Linked DNA regions of Mus musculus: region 1 is linked to region 2. A link is a contact called in public HiChIP or PLAC-seq data. All regions are on one chromosome and are shown on one strand. Each heading gives the region's core, a stretch centred on a gene start, on an enhancer-like site or on the middle of the called end of the contact. The rest is flanking DNA. Distances are from core to core; before and after follow the strand shown.

Evidence for each region. HiChIP or PLAC-seq counts read pairs in DNA pulled down with a chosen protein or histone mark.
Region 1: an HNF4G HiChIP or PLAC-seq map of pancreatic cancer cells shows a contact between it and region 2. The contact joins the enhancer-like site here to the promoter of Serpinb6b in region 2. A contact is called at or near these places in 5 of 39 promoter capture datasets (the C10 cell line, embryonic stem cells and liver), 1 of 15 datasets of contacts at CTCF or cohesin (CD8 T cells), 3 of 484 Hi-C or Micro-C datasets (embryonic stem cells and liver), 9 of 115 datasets of contacts at active chromatin or transcription factors (CD8 T cells, effector CD8 T cells, embryonic stem cells and 5 more) and 4 of 9 other capture datasets (adipose tissue, embryonic stem cells, liver and 1 more).

Annotation. Positions count from the first base shown.
Region 1 is chr13:33,050,562-33,055,408 of GRCm38.p6, reverse strand. No RefSeq gene overlaps it. Among named protein-coding and RNA genes, the nearest start is that of Gm36099, 18 kb to the right of the region's middle. Within about 2 kb of position 3,493, at least 45 of the 459 cell types and tissues checked have an H3K27ac peak or open chromatin away from gene starts, as enhancers often do. A contact at or near this core is called in CD8 T cells, extraembryonic endoderm stem cells, memory CD8 T cells and 2 more, where this site is marked.
Region 2 is chr13:32,963,436-32,968,317 of GRCm38.p6, reverse strand. It overlaps Serpinb6b (serine (or cysteine) peptidase inhibitor, clade B, member 6b), which reads right to left and starts at 3,057. Exons shown (of 7, transcript NM_011454.2): 1 at 2,775-3,057.

The DNA.
Region 1 (4,847 bases), core at 2,244-4,743, 87 kb before region 2:
CTCTGCCATTCTTCAGGTCCCAGTTCTGGCGCCAAAATGTTGCGGCCGCCAGCAGCTCGCAACGTGAACGGTTCGACTGAGAAGGCCGCTCGAGCTGTAAGAGAGGAATCTAGACGGGGCAGAAGAAAAAACGGAGCTAAGACAATTTCATTCTGATCAAAGCTCAAATTTTATTGTTGCGACATTAGTTATGAAGGAAGGGGGAGGGGACCCGATTCCCGCCAAATAATCTCTGGTCCAGTAGAAAGGTGCATGTGTGTGGCTCCTCAGGTTCCAGCAGTGGGTGTGGCAGAACGAATGAGCAGGAAGCTCCACCCCGAGCAAGCAGGTTTCAGGCTAGGGGAGGGGAGACTACACTAAACAATCAAGATAATATATTTCAACAAGGAACTGAAGAAAAGAAACCCTTATTCACTGTTTCTGGGAATACAAATCTGTACAAATATTACACAGCATGCTCCAAAAATTCAAAGTCAAGTTGTAGTACCAACAAAGTCTTCACGAATCCCAAAAGACCAATCAGGAACCGACACAATGTAATCACACCAGGGTCTTTACTTACAAGGTCGAACTCTGACTTAACTTATCCAGGACCCACAAGAAGGTGCTGGTGGAGAAAAGCCCCCAAAACTCATCAGAACAAGGTTTTATAGGAAATGATAAGGGAGGGGTGAGTGTTTCTAACCTGGCAAGTATCTAATTGGGGTGCTTTAATGGTCTTTAGCATAATTGGCTGGTGCTGGGATCCAAACCATAAACTTAATTTCTGATTTTCTCTTAATTGGTGGTTGTTAGGCATGGGGGAACTTGTAGTCTGGAGGTGTACATTTGTTGGAGAAAAAACTGGAAACATGTAGGGGAGAATATCCTGGAGATGCAGGTCTTGTTGGGAATGATCTGGAAACTGAAGCTAGGTACCAGCCTATTAATTTTACTTGACTTTAAACTTAGGTCAGGTTCCCTAAGTTGGAATCTGAATCCAAAAAATTTGCTCTCTCAGAGCTACCATATGGTTCAGTAATGTCACTGTTCAATATATACCTAAAAGAACTAAGATCTGGAAGTCTAAAAGAAATCCATATGAGCAAAAGATGGGAACACCTGTTTTTATCGCAATGGTTATCCTAACATCCTAGTTAGAGGTCTGCCTGTGTCCAGCAACAGATGAGCAGGAAAGCAGAGAGTGATGTGCATGCATAAAAACAATGAAACTCAGAAGAAGGAAATCCTGCACTCTAACACCATACATAGACCTAGAAGATGCCATGCTAGGTTAAATCAGAAAGTCCAACACTGTGAATTAAAAAAAGCTATGTAGAACATTAGGACTCTTGAAAACCATTTAATTAAGTGTCCATTAGCGTAGAATGAACATGATACTTTACATCTCTATGTGAACAAGCCATAGCCCAACACAAACACCAAGGGGAAACAGGAAATCTCCCCAATCAAAGGTCAAAGAGCAAACCAGCAGATTTACTAAAAGCTTGACTTGCTTTATTGAACTGCAGGGACAAAACAGAGAAGATCCCGGGGAAAAGGAGTTCCATTGACAGGCCCAAATTGGGATCCAGCTCAAGGGGAGACCCCAAGACCTGACACCATTACTGATGTTATGGTGTGCTCACAAAAAGGGGCCTATCGTGACTACTCTCAAAAAGGCCCAACAAGCAGCTGAAAGAGTCAGATGCAGATATTTATACCCAGCCAATAGACAGAAGCTGGTGACACCTGTGATTGAATTAGGGAAAAGCTGGAAGAAGCTGAGGAGGAAGGTGACCCTATAGGAAGACCAGCAGTCTCAATTAACCTGGACCCCAGAGAGCTCTCAGACACTGAGCCACCAACTAGGCAACATATACCAGCTGATATGACACCCCCAACACATGTACAACAGAGGACTGCTTGATCTGAATCAGTCAGAGAAGATGCACCTTGCCGCAGACCCTCTGGGTCCCTATGTCTGCGTTGAATGGGCCTCTAGTCGCAGATGGGCAAAGCGTTGGATGAGATGACAGACATATGCACACAGGAGAGGTTGTGTAGAATCTGAATGTATTTGTCAGGTCGAGCATCGAACTTTTTATAGTACAGAGAATACAAGGGGTTGGGAGTCACAGCAGGCAAGGTACATTGAAGTTACCAGGTACAAAACAAAGGAATGACTTTAAAAGGATTTACAGTAACCAGGTAAATGTTTACAGTAAAGATAAAGCAGTCCTGCCTAGGATCAGTTTAGTGACAGGCAAGGATTTCACACTCTAGTGTTATACCTTTGAACCTTGTGAAGGCTAGCACCAGGGGGTTCTGCTCTTACAGACCTTCTCATGAGTAATGCAATGCCACAACCCCCCTATTTCCTAGGCCTTGCTAAATTCTTATATGAGTGTAACTTTTAAGTATCTGGAGAATCTCCATTTGTCAGGAGAATATACCAACTAATTTGCTTCTAATATGCAATGTAGCCTGTACTGAAGATTTCTATCTCAGTGAGATTCCCTGGCTCTTTCTGCAGACCAGTTGAGCCACTGGCTCTGTCTATTGTAATGCTTAATTAGTTACTGAATAGGTTAACTTCCTTACTGCCTTCTCACAGGATTCTAAGCTCGGCGGCTTTTGGGATCTTGGAACACTGGGGAGACTAACTATAACAGAATTTAATCTAAAAGGCATTTATAATAAAATATTAAAAGAAAGCTCGTAGATCCATACACCAGACTTAATGCGGGAATAGAGTATGAGTATATGGATAAACTCCAGGAGATGAGCTTCCTTGAAACTCTCTGCCTCGTGAGTGGCTTTTAGGCTTCACAGCCTGTCAAGCTGACTTGACCGGAGTGCATGGCAGCACCTACCCCTCAAGAGACTTGGAGGCTCAGGGAGTGGGGAGGTCTGGTGGGATGGAGTGGGAGTGAAGACATTCTTTTGGAGACAGAGAGTCAGGGAGAGGAAGTATGAGATGTGGAACAGTCAGAGGGTTGACCAGGAGGAGAATAAAGTCTGAAATGTAAAAACTGAATTAAAGAATAAATAAAAATAGAATCAGATAAAACTTTAATCCACAATATAGAATAAATGATCCCTGATGTCTGTGTCTGTCCACTGGAGTTTGTGGAGAAAGGCAGGCATGCACTCTGGTATCCCCTGAGGCAGGAATTAATGTCTTTAAGGAAGTCAATGAAAAGGCCCACAGTTAGACCACAAGTAGACACATAAATGTGAGAACAAAGAGAGCATAGTTCAAAAAACATCCAGCAAGTCACCAGCCAAGGTCCAAGACCAGGAAAACCTGCAAGATGTTGATCAGCAATGCTGACCAGGGTTAGCAGCAAACAGAGAGCCAATATCAGCAACTAACAGAGCAAAGAGTGGGGCTTCAGTGTAGACAATTTTGGAAGAGAGCGAGTAAACAGCTCCTGATCATCTCCCTGCCTGGCCCAGTGGAATGTGCACAGAGTCTCTAGATCCATATCAGCCCCACCCAGGAGATGCCCAGAGAACTAACTAATCTCAATACAATTCATCATAGTCTGAGTCGTGCTTGCCATAGGCACCCTCCCCTAGATAAGCAGCTCAGTGTTTTCTCCTCTGTTTGGAAGCCCTCCCACTCCAGAGCGGTTCATTTTTCCTTTGGTTATTTGCACAAGTGTTTCTCTCTCTCTCTCTCTCTCTCTCTCTCTCTCTCTCTCTCACTCTCTCTCTCTCTCTCTCTCTCTTGCTCTCTCTCTCTCACTCTCTCGCTCTCTCCCTCCCTCCCTCTCTCCCTCCCTCCCTCTCTCCCTTCCTCCCTCTCTCCCTCTCTCCCTCTCTCCCTCTCTCCCTTTCCCCCACCCCACCCCTCCCCCTCCCTCTCTCTTTGTGTGTGTGTGTGTGTGTGTGTGTGTGTGTTCATGATTCATTCTTAATCTCTTGCAGCAGACATCACGCTCAAATCAACTGCCCTGGTGTACTTTTGGTGACAATTGATTGTCTGGTACCTGAGTGCTGAGTGAAGCAGAGCTGGGCTGAGGAGGACTCTTGCTCTCAAAGGTCTGCATTTCCAGTTGTAGAAATGCTCTGCATGCCTGCTGCCTCACTGTGTTCTGGCTTGTACTAAAAACAGGCGTGTTTTCCTTTTGAAATAGACAGCATACTCTTTGAAGAATGGCACATTCTAAATACCTCTATGTTTTCCATTGTTCCTCATTTCCAAGAGAATTGACATCATTGGTAGAGAGGTCACTTGAATTCTGGCAAACTGGGCAGAGGGGCCAGGGCTCACAGACAGAGAACAAGCTAAAGAAAGGAGAAATATAAAAGTAAGAGGAGATTAGTCATTTCAAAGTTATTTTTCTGATAAGCCAGTGACTGGGAGAGAGAAAATTAATTAGCTGGCTAACGCCAGTGCTAGGGTTTGGACCAAATTCTCCCCCAAAGTTCCATGAGGTAAATAAAGGCTTAGTCATCAGTTTGTGGCATAACTGGGAGTTGAAAGAACCTTTAAAGCAAACAGGTTTTGGAGAAAGCTCTGAGCCACAATGGGCCAGGTCTTCAAATACAGTAATGCTATTCTTATAGTTGTTCATGCTTTCATTGTTGTTATTGTTGTTGTGGTGGTGGTGGTGGTGGTGATGGTGGTTGCTGTTGTTATTGCTGTAGCTGTTGTTCTTTCAGGGTTTCTTCCCAGGAAAGAAAGCTGACTTACTTTTGTAAGAATCAAAGCAGATTTAGAAAGCTTGGCTTTTATCTTTCTTTGATTTGTCTGAAGTTCCAATGATAGATTTGGCTTGCTATCTTCCATTACTGTGACATACTCCATCTAGGTTTTTCACCTGCTCTATTAGATATGGGGATTGAAGGAAGTCTTT
Region 2 (4,882 bases), core at 1,808-4,307:
AGGGTCAGGCTATGTCTTTTTAATGTGCAAGGTATCTTTAATTACTTGAAGAGCCACAAGGAGTCAGGAGAGAGGACACAGGGCAGGAACAAACTCTCCAGAAATCAGCAAATGCATCTTCAGAGACTGGAAGCATGAGACTATAAGAGCAGGGCCTGTCTGCTCTGACATCACTCACAAATAGTAGCCAAAATCCTATCTCCCCACCAAACAGCCTTCCATTCTGAAATGCTCCAATGAGTCCGCTGAGCAGTGTATGAAGTAGAGAAAGAAATGAGGAAAGAAAGTATCTACCAGCAAGGGACAAGAACCCAGCTCTAGGGCATGTGAAGAGACTCAGAGTACAAACTGGCTGTTAGCTGTGCTCCGACTGTCGAGGATGCTGAAGATGTAGGTCCAGGTCCCAAACTCTTGAGCAAATTGACTACTTCAGATAACTGGCATTTTTGTTCTTTATGCTCAGGACTATTCTTCTTGGGTAGTAGGGACCTCCTTAAACTATATACTTTGCTCTGAGCTGTTAGAGTCAAACATCCTGGCTTTGTGGCAATAAAAGCACCTTACATCCTCTGTTCAACATAACTAGTCCAAGGATATAATATTGCTCTTCTCCCGATTTCTGTTAATAGAGCCATTGTGAGTACAGCTGAGTCTAGGAACTGAAAACCCAGCTGCGGTTATTAGGCACACCAGCAGCAAGCTGAAAGACACACTCCCTGTCACAGCCCAAGTGAACCATGCAGTAAAGGTCACCTAAAAGTTCCTTTGCACTTGACTCTTCTGAGACATACTTGCACTTGCAGTCAGTCAGTCATTCACCTGGGCTCAGCTCATTGCTCTTAGGTTTCATTGTGCAAGTGTGTTCATGGACTACATTGTTCACAGGACTCCATTTTGGATGCTTCCTCTGTAAGTGCTGCACAGCTCTGTCCCTTTGCCAATATTATCTGTTCTGGGACCAAGGAGCTTCCTGCTTCCTGCTCATGCCCTCATTCTGGTGGCTCAAGCTGTCCAATCAGTTATTTTGATTTATTGTTTTTCTGATATGATCATTATCCTTACATTCCACTGAGAGGTTACCAGGGTCTATAGTAGTCTGGGTGTGATTTTTACATCTGAATCTTTGCTTAACTGCTTTCAGCCATCGCCTTTGCCATTGAGAAGTCTGATTGACATTTGACCCTAGATCTATACTCCTTCTCTTGTCCTGAACTCACCCCTGACTCTGAGGGACTTGTTTCTCTAAGGCAGCACCTGTGGCCCCCTTCTGAGCTCCTCTTCCCATACTAACACAGAAACTTCCTCCAGCAACTTTCTCACGCCAAGCTAACTAGCCAGGGTGGCCAAAATGGCCAGCTCTGGGTTCACTGAGAGACCCTGCCTGAAAATATAAGGTGGAGAAAGCATAATAAAAAAAGATGCCAGGCACCACACACGTATATACACACATATGTACATACACATACCCACTCAAGGAAACACACATGATATGCAAAACAGTTAAATTAAAAAATAAAATACTATAATATTTGATATAACCAATCTACATCTCCCTGTATTTTTCAAATCATCTATAAATAACCTACATTACACTATACAATGTAAATGCCAAATAAACCACCCTTTATACCATACTATTTAGAGCAGAAAAGGAAAAACAGTTTAGCCACGTTTGAATTGGAGTCTCATCGTTGTGTCATCCAGGTTGACCTCCCACTCTTATCTTCCTGACTCTGTCTCTTGGATGCTGGCTTACCTACAGAACACCTAGCTTCTCCAAAGTAGTTTTTATCTGCTGTTGGTTTATATCTGCTGAGTCTGGTTGACTAAGTGTGAAATCCATGGAAGAAGACACAGGGATCCAAGCGAACATGCTTTAGGGAACAAAGTGTGAACCATACACCCTCTCTGTGTGACAACAGAAGCCATAGTGGGTACAGATACTCAGGGTAGTTCTCAAACACAAACAGCAGTCATTTCCTGTAACCACATTCACATTACTGGGCCCCAGCACGGCTCACAGGACCTTAACACAAATGTTATTTGATAGTCGGACCCTCCACACACAAACCACACGAGGAAGTGGGCAGCCTCAGGTACAATGCTCTCACAAGCAGCTGTTTCCCACATACCCTAAAAACGGTGTAAAAGAGCCAAACCTCATCTAGCTTCCTGACAGCACATGAATGCTAGATTTCCATACTTCCGATTCTCAAAATGGATTCAAGGTAAGAAGGAGGAACAGTAAGCCTGGGGCTCTGGGGCTGAGCAAGCAGAAGAACAGGCTCAGGGTCCACCAACAAAACAAAGGAAGGGAGGAAAACCTGAGCTTTCATCTGACACACAAACTTTATCAAAACTTCGCCTATGTCCCACAGACATCAAATCTTGCAGGATTCCACCACCATTGCCACGAGTGTGATAAAACAATAACAAACAAGAGAACAACAAAAACAAACAAAGGACAAAACTGGACAAATCCTGGGGTATTGATCCAAGCTTAAAGGCACTAAGGGTATGGGCAACCCCCTGAGAACAGCCCAACCCCGTCTCTAAGACGCAGGCTCACTCAGCCAATAAGAGGCCACAAGGGTGGCAAAGCCTGCCGCCCTGGACAGACTAGGTCCCTCTTGGTTTTGATACCTCTTCGTACCAATCCCTGCAGGATTCTTATGTCATGCCCATTCCATGCGCCAAGTTAGCTCCTCCCATCCAGGTCCCACAACCCCAGCACCCTACCCCACCATCTTCAGCCAGCTCGTAGCAGAGCTTACCTGGAACCCCAGGTTCAGGCTGTCAGCAAGCAGAATCTAGAGAAGGAAGAGCCTGTGCTCTGGCCTCAAATAGCTGCAGGGCGCAGCGTGGGGAGGTCCCAGAGTCAGGAAGTCCCAGGGGAGGTGTCAGAGGGGCTGTGGGCTGTCCGGGTGAAAAGGAAAAGAAACGGAAAAGCAGGATCGCTGCACTTTGACCATTGCCTGCAGTCGGGTTCAGCAGCTAGCTGCAGACTGGTCTAGTTAAATCAGGAATCCTCGCTAGCACTGTTTGTTTGCTATGACTACCTACTTCAGAAAACCAAGGGATTTAACCAAACCGCTTGGATGAAGCAATTAGAAGGGTGTCCACTAGGGGGCATGCAACGCCCGCCCCCCCCCCCCTCTTCCTCTTCTCTTCTTTCCCCCTCCTCCTCTCTCCCTGTCTTCCTCCCTCTGTGGGAGGGTGTGTTCCACACTACATGAGTGTTATGGCCTCAATGACTAAAATGTGCTAACTCTCAATGGGAATAAATGAGACAGCATTAAACAGAAATGTTGGGAGTTCCTTTCAGGGTTATAACCAGGGTCCAAGTTTTTGCCGAGTATGCACAGAAAACCACAGAAGCCTCCCTTGTAATTACTGTGTCCAAGACTCCACTACTGTCCCAGCCCTCAGGTACTGACATTTTATATAAATGGCAGAAAAACTCTAACATCTCACATCTCTCCTATCGAGCAAAAAGACCCGGTGGAGAGAATGCTGGCCAGGTTTAAGAGACTGGTCAGCTCTGGAGACCTCAGATTCTTTTCTGCCTTCTTCACTCTCACACCAGGACAAGGATCCCCAACATTGACCTTTCTGACATTTGAGTTAGGTGTGTCTCGGCTGTGTCTAAGCTGTAGCACCTTATAGAATGTTCAGCACCACACTGGCCTTTCTAGGTGTCATAACAGACCAGGCCACCACACCAGCTGTGAGATGTGACTCTTGACATACAGAAACACAAAGGAATGCTTCATTTAGCCTCTGCATTCTTTCCAGTGCAGCTTTATTGCTCTGGCTTATCCTTCTGGCCCACCCTTTTTCAAACTACAGGGCACATAGCCTCTGTACCTGTGCACATTAGGGTTCTTCTGTATAACTAACTTCCGGTTTATCATCAACAGGGAGCATTATTTCGGTTCTCTACCACAGATCTACAAGTCGTTACTTTAAAATGTTTGGGTGACCTCTCTAAAAAGATTGCACAGAATTCTCTCTTATCTCCTTTTCTGGCTTCTCTGAATTCCTTTGTGTGTATCTTGATAGATGTTTTGACTTTAAACCATTTCAAGGGTTGTCATAACTAGCATACAGCTAAGCTCCCGTCCATGTTAATTCACACAGAGTCATCCAGCTGGGGTATCAGTGTGTGCATTCCAATTAAATGAGTCCTGAGATGGAAAAATACCCTGGAGTGAATCCAGATTCTTAAAAGGATAAATACACGGAACGTTTGGTTAGTTGTGGAATCCATCCTCATAAGGACGGTACCTGATGGCGATTCTCTGCAGAGTCCAATTCCAGCCAGTCTTCTGGGTCTTTTGCCAAACTTATGTATGTACGTCCTGAGAAAAATCCATATTTTTGTTGTCTTGTTTTGAAATAAAGTCTCACTATATAGCCTATACAGGCCTCAAACTCTGACTTTCTGCCTCCACTGTTGATAGTCACGAGCCCTCATGCACACATGTAAAATCCGGCTTTTACAAGAATTCTTCTGCTAGCCAACCCAAACTCTTCCTCTTCTATACCTGATCAGTCTTGATATCTGACCACCAGCAACCATGTCACCCAGACAGCATCTGATCACCCTGGCTTGTCTTCAGCAGGGGTGAGAATGCCAGTCACTTGCAGTGTTTGCTCCTAGTATTTTTTTTTAACCTACCATCACCTGCCTGCTCTTTGGCTGTAGATTACATGATGTTCATACTGTGCCAAGAACTGAGCCTCAATCTCTGTCTCCCATTACACTACCCCATTGTTGATCCTGATGATTGTTAGTAATGGTTTCCATATTACAATCTCTTAGAAAGTTAAGAAGAGAATATCTTTTCTTGTCTATTTCCCAGAATGTTTTGGTTGGTTG